Regions from separate parts of the Mus musculus genome. Here region 2 is linked to region 1. The links are chromatin contacts, called in public HiChIP or PLAC-seq maps. All regions are on one chromosome and are shown on one strand. Each heading gives the region's core, a stretch centred on a gene start, on an enhancer-like site or on the middle of the called end of the contact. The rest is flanking DNA. Distances are from core to core; before and after follow the strand shown. Region 1 holds the start of Krcc1 (lysine-rich coiled-coil 1). Region 2 has its middle 9.4 kb from the start of Gm30331.

Region 1 (7,876 bases), core at 2,996-5,495:
GTGGACTATACAATAGACTAAAATAGGAACTATGGCAAGGGCACGAAGCCCTTGACCCTGGCTTCTAAGATTAAGTGAATCTTAGGTGGAGCCCTTTTTGAACCCTGTTGTTAACAATGAATTCTATCCCAGGTGGTTCCCTTAGACCTTCTGTGTTTGCATTCCTCTGTTTTATGTAAGAATCCAGTAACCTCTTTGTACCTTGCGAGTGTGTCACCCAACTTCCTTATTTTCTTCTGTATAAAAAGTTTGATGCTCGATTTGACATTACATTCAGATTCTACACAACCTCTCCTGTGTGCATCGGTCTGTCATTCCATCTGATGCTTTGCCCACCCACGACTAGAGAGCTGTTCCATGCAGACAAAGGGGCCCAGAGGGTCTGCGGCAGTATGGAAGGCTCATTTCCATATGTTTGGGTAGAATAACTACAGAAGGAGGCAGAGGTGGTCAGATCTTTGCACTTCCAAACCTATTCACTATGACAGTGAAAGCTAAAACCGGGGTTGACAAATCTGGGTACACAAATCTCTAAAGGGGAACTGAAGTCTCTAACGTGACTTTATAATGCAGTAAGCATTTCTTCTTGGAGTGCTGAACAAAAGGGATATAATTGTTTCTTTAATCAACAAGAAGACACATTCATTAAAAAGACCCCAGAATATATTAAAGTGTTTTAAAATCTTCTCTATGATAACATAACAGTTCTAGGGGCTGGAGAGATGGTTCAGGCTGTGAGTGCTATACTGCTCTTGCAGAGGGCCCCAGTTAGGTTCTCAGTGTCTATGCTACAAGGTCACAACCAACTCTAGCTCTAGTTCTTGGTGGACACTTCACCTCTGGCTTCTGACAGCTCCTGGACTCATGTATACGTGTCTATACAGAGACATACTTACAAATGTAATATCAAATTAATAAAAATAAATATTAAGGAACAGGGTTTAATGTCACTCAGGTGCTACCTTCTTGTCACTCTGGGAATTGGAGATGAGCAGAGTCTTTATTGTTTAAGGTTGTCCTTTGCTCCCTAGGACACACAGCAGCATCGCCGAGAGTGTGAGTACTGGCACTAGCTGTTGGGCTGGTGATTGGAAGGGACCAGCTGGGACTATATTCTCAAAGGTAGTGAAAAAATAGGGCTTTTTTGGAGATAATGGTAGATCATCACAAAGCCTAGGTATGCTTCAGATTCCTGCAGCTGCTGCGGCTCCTGCTGCTGATGCGGCTCCTCCTTTAAAAACTGTCATTGTCCTGCATTAACCTCCCAAATTGCTGGGATTGCCAGTATACTCCCACTCCTGTGTAAACAGCCTCCTAATGGAAGAAGGAGTTCGTCTTGCTGACCTGAACTTCTGGTAGAATGTGTTTCCAGATGCTTGTTGTAGCACTTAGAACTTTAGCTGTACCCACTGTGCATATACATTGTTGTTCCAACTGATCACCTCAGAGGCCTGGGGAGGGTGATTAATTGTGTTTCCTCAGTTATATATGTCACAGTTTAGGGAATATGTATGGATAGGTATAAAAGTCCAAAAGTAAAGGGGAAATGTTACCAGTACAGTTTGCAATAAGTTTTTGCTGTGCCTGGCCGAATAGAAGGATGCTACCACACCCTGCAAAACCTCCAAAGTTCTCTCTGTCAAAGACCCACTGGCTGAGCTACACACACACACTCAGAAAGATCACCATCTATTGGCAAATCCAGGGAGCTGCAAGTGCTTCACCTCCTATACGTTAGTAAAAGGCACAACCCTTCAACTTCCTTTCTACTTGGTGCTAAAGTTCATTTAGGGCATAAGATTTCCAGGGCCCTTTACAGCTGTGAAGTAAAAATAGTTTTTACTGTCTTTAATGGTTTGGTGGAGGGGTGGGGGGAGGCAAATGAATTTTGTAGCAAAATACCTAGACAAAATTCAAATTTCTGTTACTCTAAATATAACTATCAGAAAGCAAGCACACTCACTTGCTCACGTCTTTCCTACAGATGTATTTGTAGCATGGTGGCTATGTCCCTTAGAAAACTTGGAACCAGCGGGGCCAAAAGTGCTTACTGATGACCTTTTACAGAAAATGCTTGCCAGCCCCTGCTGAGTCTAATAATAGGATGGTCAGAGTGCTTGGCAATATTAAACAGGCCAGGAAGAGCTCGTACACTCCTAGGCTCATCCATTTGTGCCATAAGCAATGTGAGAGACCAACGAGAACGTTTAGAGACTGAATTAAGGGGGTGCTAAATAAACAAGGGGAATGGCATTGAAAATAAAGGTGAAGGGCTACCCAGATGGCTCAAAGGTTAAGAGCTCTGTACTGCTTTTGCAAAGGACCTGAGTCAGGTTCCCAAAACCCACATCAGACCACTTATAACCAGACATGTCTCCAGGGGATCTGATGCATCTGACCTCCTAGGACACACACACATGGGCACATACCGTCTCCACACAGAAACACACTACACGCAGGGCGTGGTGGCTGGCACACACCTTTAATCCCAGCACTTGGGAGGCAGAGGCAGGCGGATTTCTGAGTTCGAGGCCAGCCTGATCTACAAAATGAGTTCCAGGACAGCCAGGGCTACAGAGAAACCCTGTCTCGAAAAGCCAAAAAAAGAAACACACTACACACACACACACACACACACACACGATTATGAGCAGATCTTTAGGAACACCACGTTTCTATTTCTTTGTAAGTTTTTATGTAATACAGAATATTTTAAAAATAAAATTAATAAATATTTTTAAAGGGTAGAGGGAAGAGAGAAAGTCACTCACATAATAGCCCATTATATGTTGTCTAATTACAGCACAGACCAAAACCTCAGGTTCTCTCTTGTCCCTGTGTTATTAATAAGCGTGGAATCATTAATGGACTGCTTGTCTCTGTGTGAAGCCTTTTACGGACGGAGTTTATTAGGCAGTCGGGGAGTGGCAATGCTTGGCAACGGAAGCAAGTGCAGCCTGTTGACTTACACAGTAGTGTAGTATTAACCGGAAGCAGGGCCTTTAACATGGTCCAGTGGGTGAAGGGGCTTCTAATTCCAGCACTTGGGAGTCTGAGGTAGAAGGATCCTGTATTCCAGGCCAGCCTGGGAGTAAAGCAGTCTTCGGCTTTAAAAACCAAAGACCCTAGTGGAGCTTCCTGGCTCACTCGTTAAATTTCAGCCCTTGCGAGACTGAGAGATGATAGAAAGGGATTGGTGAAGGCGAGTGGAAATGAAGGGTAGACAGACATCTCCTGAAACAGAACTGATCTTTAATCAGAACTGAAGGGCTGCAGTCTCTCAGGGAAGTGAGACTATGCCCAAGTGGCACGTGTTGGGGAGTAAGGGGTTGGGTTTTGTAGGACTGAAAGGGGGGGGGGGAGGCGGAGGGAGGGAGCTTTGGGGTTGGAAGATTCCATTTGCAGGTCAGTTCCCCTGCAGTCAGGAAGTGGGAGAGGCTAGCGGGTCTGGTATGTGGATCTCCTTATCAGAAGCTTCAGCAGTCAACAGTCAACTCTGGGCTTCTCAGTCCATCTGAGGTTTTTAAGTGATTACTTCAATCCATGCTTGGGACCAGCCTGAGCTAAAGTAAGACCCTATTACACATGGGTCGGTGTGCTGCCAAGCCCCAGAAGCTGAGTTCGACTTCTGGGGTGCATAAGGTAAAAGGAGCCCCACCCTCACTCCGCTCCACACAAAATAATGACCATGTAAAGAAAACTAAAATATACTTTAGTAGTACCTGTGTGATGTTGTATCTATGTAATAGGAGCGTGTATGGTGAGCATACCGTGTGTGTGCTTTGAGGAATACTATGCACGAACGTGTATAATCTAAGAGGGAATTTATGGACTATGCTAGCTAGCAACGTACCATGAGCAGGGATGGTGCTTAATATTTAGTCTTAATATAAGAGCACAAGAAAGAGGAAAGGCAGATGTGCGTTTCTTAGATATTTTGGCCGGTGGATCCATACATTTCCAGACTCACTTTGGCTTCCGGGCTGAACCTCGTCACTAGGTTTCTTTCCTCCAATGGCAAGAAGGACCGACACCCAAGCTCCTACCCACACGGACAGAGCCGGTTAGTCCGAAATGGCGGGAAGGGGCGGAGCACACATGGAGGGCGGGGCTAGAAAATTTCCCGAGGGCTCGGCCGCCCTGCTGCGCACGCGCACCTGCGCGCCCCCGCCGCCATGGCGCTGGCGCTGTCCAGTCAGCCGCGGGTGGTGGCGGCGACTTCCCCTCAGGAAGTCAGGTCTCCGCCTCCTCCCCCCCTCCCACCCCGCCTGCTCTGCGGCGGAGGCGGCGGCGGCGGCAGCGGTGTCTCTGCCTCTCCGCCACCTCCACCGCAGCCTCTGACCCCCGGCCGGCGTTGTTGGCGGGGAGGGGGACAGTAGTTGTAGACGCCCGCCCCTGCCTCAGAGAAGGTGAGTTCCCGCCCGGCGGCGGGGGCGGCCCGAGCTCCAGCCCTCAACTCCCGCGGCCTGGTGAAGGCCGAGCGCCCCGGCCCCGCCCCGCCGCGCCTTCGAAATGGCCGACGAGAGCCGGGCGCGGCCCCCCTCGGAGCGCCTGACTCTCTCCTCAGAACCCCTCAGCATCCGCGGCGCCATGGCCGAGGGACCTCACGGCCTGGCGAGGAAGCCGAGGTCCGAGGGGGCTAGGAGAAGAGGCGGCCGAGCCGAGGGCAGTGGGGGTTCAGTGAGGAATCCCCGTCCTCCAGCGACCCCGGGAGAGAGCAGCCTCGGTTTGGTGCAGGAGCGTGGACAGGAGACTTCCCAGCAGGCCACTTAGCGACAGGCATGAGTGGGGAATTAGGGAGCTCTGGACAGGAGGGTGGGAGCTTCCAGGTTTCCTCAAGGAAGAGGAGAGGTGAGGTGGAGGGGACGGATCACCCCGAAGCTTTTCTAGGCTTCTGGATTGCCAGGAAGACGAGTTAGAAAAAAATGTCCAGACGTCTCTTGACCGTAGTAACCCGAGTTTTAGCATTTTTTGACCAGTGTGAGAGTGGCGAGAAGCAAGATTTTATTCCAACCCTACTGACTAGGAGCAGAACTGAGCTGTGTTCTGGAGTGCTCCGAGTGACTTTGGCCTTTAAAAAAAAGTGTAAGGAGAGAAGGCCTGAAGTAGACAGGAGAGGTGAAAACTCCCCAAGGGTTAGGCATTGCTTCTGCCGGCTGAGAACTAGGAAGTTAGGCGCCTCCTTCATCCCAGTTACATTTCAAAGAATTGCTTCTATAGACTCTGAAAGACCGCTGAGCTGTGGGAAATAAGCTTAAAATGAGGGGATAGTTAGAGTCTTTGTTGGGCGTGGTGCTGAGCGCCTTAAATCCCTAGCAGTGGAGGGGCAGAGGCCATCCTGGTCTACATGAGAATTCCTAGCCAGCACGAGCTATAGAGTGAAACACTACCTCAGGAAAAAAAACAAAAATGGCCTGGGACCGGGCAGAATTTGTTAGCTTTTTAAGAGTGAGCTCTACTGTGGGTAGAACTCCTTAGACCCCAGCATCACAAACACGGAGGCGTGTCATCTGTTGAGGGCTAAAATAAACAGTAAACCTGACAGCCAGAGCTTTTCCTTAAAGTGTGGCAGGGGTGTCCCAGGCACTTGACACTGGGCACCGTGTTAAATTGTGATTTAAGTCGCTTTTTATGGATGGAGGTTTGGAGAGTTTTGACATTCTCACCAACACATTTACCAAAACACAAAAGCTGTAGACTACCCCAGTAGATGTGTGTGTGTGTGTGTTATAGGTACTACACACCTGAGACAGCCTGCACCTGTGAGATAAATCTTTAAAGCAGTTTTGGAAATAATTTTATATCGTGGCATTTGATTCCCCACTGCAGAAGAGTTCAGTAAAACACCAAGAAACAGAAAAACTATTTTTAGTACTTTTACCTTATATTGCTCCTTGTCTCCAGTGTGAAAGATAATGGAAGCCAGACTATCACAGGATAATTTAGATTCCTTTTCTATATATAATACCTGTAAATATAACACTAAAAGTAACTTTTTTCATGATATCTGTATTTTATGTCCTTTCACAATTTGGAGAAGTAGCACAGGAGTAAAATAGTATCCTTAAAACATTTTTATGAACACTTCCATGTAGTAAGAATGTTATAAAAATTTATTACAATCAAATAAGTATCTTCAATCAACCGAGAATATCCTGAGAAAATTTTTTATCTGAATTTGTGTGTGTTAAAATTTCTGTCTGTCACCAAGTATGCCAGAATAGTTTTTAGGTGTCAACATGCAATTTTTTTAGTTCTATGGTCAGATCACAATCAACTCTTCATGGAAAAAACAAAACCAACCTTTCTGCCAGTTTCCACATCACTTTTTTTCCCCAGTGATTCTAATATGTGCAAAAGACAGAGTGATAGTCCATATAGTAATAACTGCTGTACCACTTATAGTTAGTGAAAATGAGACTAGTGAGATGGGAGTCTTGATGACCCTGGGAAAGTCCCACACTTGGTCTTGGGTTGTGTCATCTACTGAATGGGGTAATTGGACTAGCCCAGTGCTTCTCAACCAAGGATGTGTCTGACCCAGGCTTCCCATCTTCCGTTCATTTGGAATGTCCAGAGACATTTTTGCTTGTAGCCACTGGACAAAGGAACATAGTAAGCAAATGCTTTAGGTGATCTATTTGGTATAGGACAGAGATGCTGCAACACTCTAAAGACAGCCCCCTTATATACAACATATGATTATCCTACTGAGAAAACATCAGTATTGTCAAGTTTAGAAACCTTACAATAAGCAAACTTCTGAAGGGCTGTGTAAATTAGATTTATAGTTTTGGACTGACTTCCGGGTAGTCTGGTATTCCTTCTGTGGTGTGGCTGTGTGCTGGGACAGTAATAGAACATGGAAGTTTGGACTTATAATAGTCATTTGAACATTTGGCAATATTCAAAAAATGAAAAAACAGCAGTTTAAAAAGTTACCTAGTCACTGATATGGGACTTTTGGAATGTTTTCCCAACTCCTCCTACCTTGCAAGTGTTGGGATTATAGGTATGTGCCACCCTACCTGGTTTAGGACTCTGTATGTTTTATTTTCAATGGTTACAAAAGGTTGGGTGGAGCCAGGTATGGTGGTTCATACCTGTAACCCCAGTACTTGAGAGGCAGAGGCAAACAGATCTCTGAGTTTTAGGCCAGCTTGGTCTACATAGACTGCTCCCCCACCCCCCCAAAAAGTTAGAGTGGACATGTCACACATGCCTATAATTTCAGTGTTTAAAGACTGAGGCATGAGGCTCAGGAGTTCAAGGCTCGCCTGGGCTGCACTGTGAGACCCTGTCTAAGGAAAAAAAAGAAAAAGGACCTCACTAGTTACAGAAAGACTTGTGATTTCCAGTTATGCTTGTAGATAAGACATGATTGGAAGTGTGTGTGTGTGTGTGTGTGTGTGTGTGTATGTGTGTGTGTGTGTTTTAGGCTGTGTTAGAAAACTCCTCCAAAAAAAAAAAAAAAAAAAAAAAGAATTAAAGTACCAGTTCCATTGTCACCTTCAAAATAGGACAAGTAAAACTTTTTTGAAGCAGGAAGCAGATGAATAGGATCACATGAGTCCAGGAGTTTGAGGCTAACCTGAACATATCCTGTCCCAAGAAGAGTCAGTATCACTGTGGTCGGTTTGTGTGCACTAATTTGAAATCAAGGGAAGTTGTGAAAACTACATAATTTAACCCTTCTACCTTACTGTAGCTAAACTACATATTTTTAAACAATTCAAAATGATTACAAAACACTATATTTACATTCTTTCTAAACTTTCTGATTTAACAGTTCTTTTAAACACATTTTTAAGCAGAAAAGCTATATACTGGTGCTGAAATCAGGCTTAGTTTCAAGATAACCAGCATAAATACAGAC
Region 2 (7,876 bases), core at 3,108-5,607, 450 kb before region 1:
GTGCTGGTGTAAAGCCTCCTGCTCTGAGACAGTGAAGAATATCCTAAGAAGGGAAACCCTGGCCGGGCGGTGGTGGCGCACACCTTTAATTCTAGCACTTGGGAGGCAGGAGGATTTCTGAGTTCAAGGCCAGCCTGCTCTACAAAGTGAGTTCCAGGACAGCCAGGGCTACACAGAGAAACCCTGTCTCGAAAAACCAAAAAAAAAAAAAAAAAAAAAGAAGAAGAAGAAGAAGAAGGGAAACCCTGATGCTGTGCCCTACTTCTCTCCTGGCCACAATATTTCTGCAGTGCTGCCCGGAGTGGAGACAGCCTGGTGCAGTCACCTGGAAGGAGCCATGAATGAGAGAACGCAGTGAGGTATGGCAGAAGCTTGCTGGGCAGACCAAGTGAACTGGGGCATTAGGGACAACTGCTCTTTCAGTGCCTTTGTGCCCCAAACCAAAGAAAAAAATATCTAGAGCCACAAACATTGGCTCCACTGTAAGGTGACAGGAACATTTGCAGAGGGAAACCTCTAGAAACACAACACTGTTAAACACACTGCATATTAAGTACCATGATATTTCTATTAGTGGATTTTTTCACTTGTGTGATTCTTTTTTTTTAAATATTTATTTATTATATGTAAGTACACTGTAGCTGTCTTCAGACACTCCAGAAGAAAGCATCAGATTTCGTTACAGATGGTTGTGAGCCACCATGTGGTTGCTGAGATTTGAACTCAGGACCTTTGGAAGAGCAGTTGGCAATCTTAACCGCTGAGCTATCTCACCAGCCCTTGTGTGATTCTTATATGTGTATAATGTATCTCAGTCATATTCATCCACTCATTCCGAGTCCTTCCACCTCCTCTAAAGTGTCTCTCATCTCCCTCCCAACTTCATCTTTCTTTCCTTTTTATAACCACTAGGTCCAGTCAGTACTGTCCACAGGCACGTGTGTGGTCATTACTGGGGCATAGGAACCTACCAATGCCAGTGTTCCCCAACCATTGGCTCCTCGGTGAGGGGCAGGTCCTCGGGAGTCTCTCCTTGCATGCTTGAATTTTTTGTTTTGTTTGTTTTGTTTAGCCCTGGCTGTCCTGGAACTCACTTTGTAGACCAGGCTGGCCTCGAACTCAGAAATCCGCCTGCCCCTGCCTCCCGAGTGCTGGGATTAAAGGCGTGCGCCACCATGCCCGGCTACAGCATGCTTGAAATTTTAACTGTGTTGATCTTATGTGGTCCTTCCTTCTCCTCAGAGGCTGTTGGCCAGCAGCCCTCAAGGACAAAGAGAGCAGAAGTGAATATGACAGCAAGACAAGTCTACTTTATTGTTCCAGGGACAGGGTATATAAGGACTTTCTTAGGGATATGGGTAGAAAAGACTAATTAGTCATAGCATCAAGCAGGTGGGAAGGGCTGCTTGGTTATAATGCAGCACCTAATTATCATGTGGTCATAAAGCCAGAAGAGGACATGTGTGCTGAGTTATGCAGCCTTGCAGAGAACTCTGTACAAGGTCACTTTCCAGATAAGGCCAGCCACCTGTGTTCAGGGACACTCTCCAGACAAAGCTAGGCAGAGACAGGGAAGCCCCACAGAGAAAGGGAGTGAGCTCAGAAAGCCATCCAGTCGTGGAGGCCTGAACCCTTAGTAGCAGGCTTCTCCATCAGTCTTGTGCAAAATGGCCACGCTGACAGTGAGTTCATGTGTCTAACAGCTATGTTATGGAACTTTTGAAAATACTTTTTAGTACTACTTGGACATGCTATTTAGATTTGCCTGCTGTTCAACCTATTGTCTGACACACTGCGGCACACTCAGAGCTGCCTATATTGTTGAAGAACAGGAGTTATTTCATTGTGAGGTTGGCCAGAGATCTAGAATCAAGTTCTCAACACTCCGTTGGTGAAGCAAACTAATGTTTTTCTTGTGACTTCTCAGAGACTTGAAAAACAAATGTGTTTTGTGGATTACCAGGAAGGCTCCAAGACTTGTAATAACTTAACTATTTAAATTTAACTAATATGTAGACAAATAAAGACACAGGAGGCAGGAATTGAGATTAAACCTGCTAGCTCAGAGAGGTAACTTTAGTCTCTTAACTATATACAAAATACTATTTTCAGACCTGATTCAACAACTAAACTGCTAGCTCTTTAGAAATCTCTTTCTATAGGCTCCTCGAAACCCAAGAGAGCTCTTTTGCTCTCCTTCCTGATGACTGTTTTCGTTTGCATCCTGCCAGCTGCTTCTCCGTGGTTCCTGCACGCCCAAAGTGAAAATCTCTCTCTCACCCAGAGCTCCTTCCATGAAGCTCTTCCAAGCCAAAAGAGTGCTGAAAGAGACCTTTACAGTGGGGTAGCTCGAGGCCATCTAACTGACTTTGCCTTTCATCATAGAGCAAAGACCACATGACCTCCATCTAGCAACAAGCCTTAAAATAGACAGGAATTTTCCATTCTTTAGAATTCTTATCTATGTAGGCTTTTAGAGGCACACCCAAACTGCACAATTTAGGACATACCTAACTGCACCTGATAAATGCAATGTGTTTCTAGGCTTTCATGTTTTGCTAACAATTTGGTTTTCTATGTATAATAACCAAATATCCTGTAACATCAACCAGAATAGACAGGGTCTCTCAAGCTTATTTGTCCATGGGAGGTGTATAAGTTTTGTGGACTTACATTTCATGTAACACATGAACTGATGGCAAAGCAATGGTCTTTCAAATATAGTTTTCCTGGGCTGGCAAGATGGCTCAGTAGGTGAGGGTGCTTGCCACTGAGTCTTGTGGTCTGAGTTTGATCCCTGAGACCCACCTGGTGGAAAGAGGGCTGACTCCTATAAGTTGTCCTCTGATTTCCATATGCATGCTATGGCATGCACAGCCACAAACACAGGCGCACACACACACGTACACACAAATTAATTAATGTTTTTAAACAGTCATTTTTCTATTATCCTCCAGGTTTAATCCTTTCTGCTTTCTTTGCTTAGAGAACAAGACTTTAGTCTGAGAGTCCCCGCTGTGACCCTTCCCTCTCTCCAGCTGGATCTCCCACAGTCTCCGTTTGGTTGCAGCAAATTTGCTGGGTCTGGGGCCCAGGTCAGTCTTTCACTAACAGAAAGCGTTAGTGGCTTTGCTGTGGCACTAAACACTTTCTGTCCAGACATCCTGTTTTGGTGTGTATGACAAAGTGCTGTCAGAATGCTAAAAAAGAGGTTTGCTGGTGAGATGGCTCAGCGGTTAAGAGCACTGACTGTTCTTCTGAAGGTCCTGAGTTCAAATCCCAGCAACCACCTGGTGGCTCAAAACCACCCTTAATAAGATCTGACTCCCTCTTCTGGAGTGTCTGAGGACAGCTACAGTGTACTTACATATAATAATAAACAAATAAATCTCTAAAAGAAAATGCTAAAATGAAATAATTAGACCTGTTCAGTTCACTGAGAGTCTGACAGTGGTAAAAGCTTATCCTACACTAAGACATCTAAAGGACTTTTCCTGAAGTTTCTTTCTGGTTTTGGTTAATTATATGCCAAATTTGGTTAATTATATGTTATACAGAAAAGCAGTTATAGAGTTCTCCTTCAGCCACCAAAGAAAAATTATAAACAAACGGCAACAACCTCAAAAAGAGGCTAAAGCTGTAGCTCAGTTGACAGAGTGCTTGCCTAACAGGCCTGAAACCTTGGGTTCAATTCCCAGCACCCCGTTAACCAGGCATGGCGGCACACACCTGTAATTCTAGCACTGGAGAGGTGGAGATGGGAAAGGACCAAAGCAGAAAAATGGGAGTCCCACACCCTCAACACACACTGAGAAACAGCCAAAAGCTTGCGTAGAATGAAGTGGGCAGGGTTGGTGGGGAGCTTTATTAGCTGTGAATACCAGCAGTCGCTCCTCCACTGGCCTCGTCCCAGAGAGATTTTTCTCTCCCACCAAGGAACCCTCACCTGCCTTTGACATCTTCCTTTGACATCTGCCTGCCTGGCCGAGCAGCTCCCGTGGTACCAGGAAAGCATTCCCTGTTGTCAGGAATGTGGGAGGCCAGTGTTGTGTATGAAAATACCCGTCTTTTCAGGTCTAAAGGTAGAGTTTTCCTACTAAACAGCGGTTCCCAACCTCCAAACTAGCGGAAGAGAGGTGAGGATCAAGGAAGTGGCCAGGGGGAGGGGGCATATACCACCTTCAGCCTCTGGGATCTCACTGTCCCAGCTCTGCTAGTCCCCCTTTGGATAAACTAGAAAATAATGCAGAGTTCTCTAGCCCCACCCAGGAACAACAGCCACAGCCCCGCCTCAGGCATTCCAGAAAAACACAACTCAGGCTAGGTCAGATGAATAGGACAGAAGCGGAGCTTCAGGGTCAGGTGACTGTCACCGTGCGGAGAACGCAGCTCCTCAGCCAATCAGAATGGATGAGCAGCGCACAGTTCCTGCTTCTGAGCCAGCAGAAAGTCGCCTTTGCAGCGGCAACGGGAACCCAGGAGCTGCAGACTGATAACCACAGCAAGGTGTGGGGATATGTGAACAAGATCAGTGCAAAGTACGGCCTGTGTTTCTCTACACAGGACAGAGGTTGTCTGCGTCAGTTCAGTTTTCTCTCTGATCGTGGTTGTCGCCGAGGTGCTGAGTGTGGGGACTGACCATACTGTTTTTTCCTGGAGACTCTATACTCAGTGTTAGAGAAGGGTGGAGGCCCCGGATCCTCATTTCAGAACAAGTCCAGGCAAATACCGTTCATGTTAGTCATGCATTTATTTAACTGTCATTTACAGCATCGAATGTTTAATAAGTGTATACTAAGTGACAGGTGGTAGCTGAGGACCTGGAGCCCCCATGTCATCTACCTGTTCATCTTCCTGAAACAGGATGTGGGCTATGCCACAAGACAACTCTGACGCAAAGAGAGGTTTGATCCCTCGTACCACATAAACCAGGTGTGATGGTGCAGGCTGTAATCCCAGCTCTCAGGAGGTGGAAGCATAAAGATCAGAAGTTCAAGGAAACCAACAGCTATAGTCAGCCTGGGTATGTGTGTGTGTGTGTGTGTGTGTGTGTGTGTGTGTGTGTGTGTGTGTGTGTGTGTAGATTGTCATTTTCTTTTAAAAGAAACACCATATAATATATACCATATATATCATTATATATATATATATATATATATTGAGCCCAGGTTCCCTGGAAGAGCAGCCAGTGCTCTTAACCACTGAGCCATTTCTTCAGCCCTGGTATTTGACATAGTCATCCTCCCACTGTTTCTCTATAGGAAGATACCCCTCTTCTACCTTCTGTATGTGGTCATGAGAGGACTGTGACCAAGCCCTGCCCCCTTCAAAATATACCCATAACCCAAAAGCTAGGTCCATTCCTCTCTCTGGGGAATTTCTGTTCACGGGTGTGACATTAGTGCCTGTTCAGTTCCCCAAAGGCTATTATGCTGGTAGGAAAGCATGCAAGCGGGTGAGATCACAATGTCAGATGAGAGCCAGAAGGCCAGACGGTACTCAGGGGTTCAGGCTGAGACTTCTGTAACAATTCACTCTTGTGGGAGATAATTCTCTTATTCTTGTCTGAGGGTGGTGCCCATGATGACTCGGGGCTGGAGAGCTGGAGCAGCGGAGCCCTGGCTGCTCTTCGAGAGAGAAGACCTGGGTTTGATTCCCAGCACCCACATGAAGGCTCACAACTATTTACAACTCCATTTCCTGGGGATCTGTTGCTTCTGGCCTCTTCAGGCATGGCATGCATACAGTACACACACCTGCACTCGGGCGCACACACACAAAGAGAGAAAATAAAAATAAATAAATACATATTTTTAGAAAACCTCCTACCAAGCCCACCTCTTCAAATTCCCACCATTTCAATAGCAGTATACGATGGGTCAGGCTTCCAACCTAGGAATCCTCAAGAAAGTACCTTATATCCAGACCATGGTGTGTTCCCTTTAATTCTGTGAGGTACTTATATTCTTGCAATAGTCTTAAATTTTTTTCTCTAAAAGTTGTAAGAGTTGGTTTGTATGGCTTGTCACAGAAGAGCTTTGACTAATGTTCCTTGAAGCCTTACAGAAAACTATCCCAGAATAGTGTAACTACTACCAGCCACAAAACTAGGACCCCACCACCACCACCACCACTGAAAGAAAATTCTATTGTCCCTTGATTGCAGTCACCTCCTCCGGTTTGCAAAAGGCATGGAGGACTCTGACAGGATAGTGCTTGTGTCATCTTGAAAGCATTAGGAAGCACCTAGATTAGTGAGTATACATCCTGCTGTATCTAGAAGGATATTTCCAGAGAGAATTAACAAGGGGGGGGGACCTCTCTGTGGGTGTGGGTAATACTATGCTATAAACTTCCCAGAGAGGAAAAACTTAAAAACAAAACAAAACAAACAAACAAACAAAAAACAGGAAAGGGGAAAGCCAGTGATATAGACATCACTAGCTGCTTCCTGCCACTGGGGAGCGCTCTGTTCTGCTATCCCTCCATCTTTCCTCTCTTAGACTTCTCTTGGGCATTTGGTCACAGTAATGTCAGACCAATACACTTTAGTCTGCTTATGCTCAGACAGCTCCAGGCTGAAGCATCGGGGCAGCTCTCACCCCCAGGTTTCCGGTGGCTTCAGTGTCTCTACTGCATAGTTTGCCTCAGCACAGTTTGCCTCAGGTAGGATGTCCTCTGGGAATCCTTGCACTTCTGCCCAGGCTGTATTGACCCACACACCACTGAGTAGGCTGGTATGTGTTTTAGCATACTGGGACATCCTTCTGGGAGCTCAACTGGGAAGTACTTCTAATTGGAGTTACACATGACCTAGGACAGAGTTCTAAAGGAGGCTAAGGGAGGCAAATCCACACAGGACCAAAACCACCCCACAGAGTGGGGGGGACAAGAAAAATCGGGGAATGGAGTGGTGGCTCAGTGGGTAAGAACGGTCACTGGGCAAGTACAAAACCAGGGTTTGGATCCTAGAATCCACATTAAGAAAAGCTAATGTAGCTACCTGCACACTTGTAATCCCAGCACGGTGGGGGCAGAAACAGGAGATCCACGGGGGCTTCCTGATTGCCCTCCTAGCTCCAGGTTCAGTGAGAAACTGCGCCTCAAGGGAGTAAGATGGAGTGTGGTAGAGCAGATACCAGATGCCCTCTGGCCTCCGCACACCCACGTGTGTATGCACAGGCTTAATAAAAGAAAAGGTTGTGACTTAGCTGTTGTTCTATGCTGTGATAAAACACCAAGGTAATTTATAGGAGAAGGTTTTATTTGGGGCTTGTAGTTTCTGAGGGTTAGAGTGCCTTACCACCACGACAGGGAACAAGGCAATGACAAGCAGGCATTGGAGCAGTAGCTGAGAGCTTACATCTTGACCTACAAGCAAGAGGCAGAGAGAAACATTAGGAATGGCGTGGGCTTTTGAAACCTAATTGCCTGTGCCCACTAACATACATCCTCCAACAAGGCCACACCTCCTAATCCTTTCCAAACAGTTCCACCAACTGGAAACCAGGCATTCAACTGTATAGGTCTATGGGAGTCACCCTCATTCAAACCACCACAAGACAGAAAGAAAAGATAGCCAAGGGCAATACATATGTGGAGGTAACATCCAGAGTAAGTCAGGTGTACATTTCAAAAGCCTTTTCCCAATACGACCACACAGGACACACTAAGGCCCCCAGCATCCAACTTTGGCAAAGTGTGGATTCTTGTCATGCAGGAAGCTCACCAAAAACTCAGGGTCCAAAGTATTTATTGGCAGCTGGTCCTATAGGTACCCAGTGTCTGCACATACTGTAACTTAAGGACTCCAAAATGAAAGCATGCATTGCCATAAACCCTATCATACGGCAGCCAAAGCACTAAGAGATATTCT

Evidence for each region. HiChIP or PLAC-seq counts read pairs in DNA pulled down with a chosen protein or histone mark.
Region 2: a contact with region 1 is called in an H3K27ac HiChIP or PLAC-seq map of extraembryonic endoderm stem cells. The contact joins the enhancer-like site here to the promoter of Krcc1 in region 1. A contact is called at or near these places in 1 of 39 promoter capture datasets (the C10 cell line), 4 of 484 Hi-C or Micro-C datasets (the AML12 cell line, B cells, embryonic stem cells and 1 more) and 3 of 115 datasets of contacts at active chromatin or transcription factors (extraembryonic endoderm stem cells, memory CD8 T cells and pancreatic cancer cells).

Annotation. Positions count from the first base shown.
Region 1 is chr6:71,267,432-71,275,307 of GRCm38.p6, forward strand. Krcc1 (lysine-rich coiled-coil 1) reads left to right here and starts at 4,246. Exons shown (of 3, transcript NM_001354706.1): 1 at 4,246-4,409. It overlaps Mir8112 (microRNA 8112), which reads left to right and starts at 4,240; the gene lies at 4,240-4,370.
Region 2 is chr6:70,820,279-70,828,154 of GRCm38.p6, forward strand. No RefSeq gene overlaps it. Among named protein-coding and RNA genes, the nearest start is that of Gm30331, 9.4 kb to the left of the region's middle. Within about 2 kb of position 4,358, at least 344 of the 459 cell types and tissues checked have an H3K27ac peak or open chromatin away from gene starts, as enhancers often do. A contact at or near this core is called in the AML12 cell line, B cells, embryonic stem cells and 3 more, where this site is marked.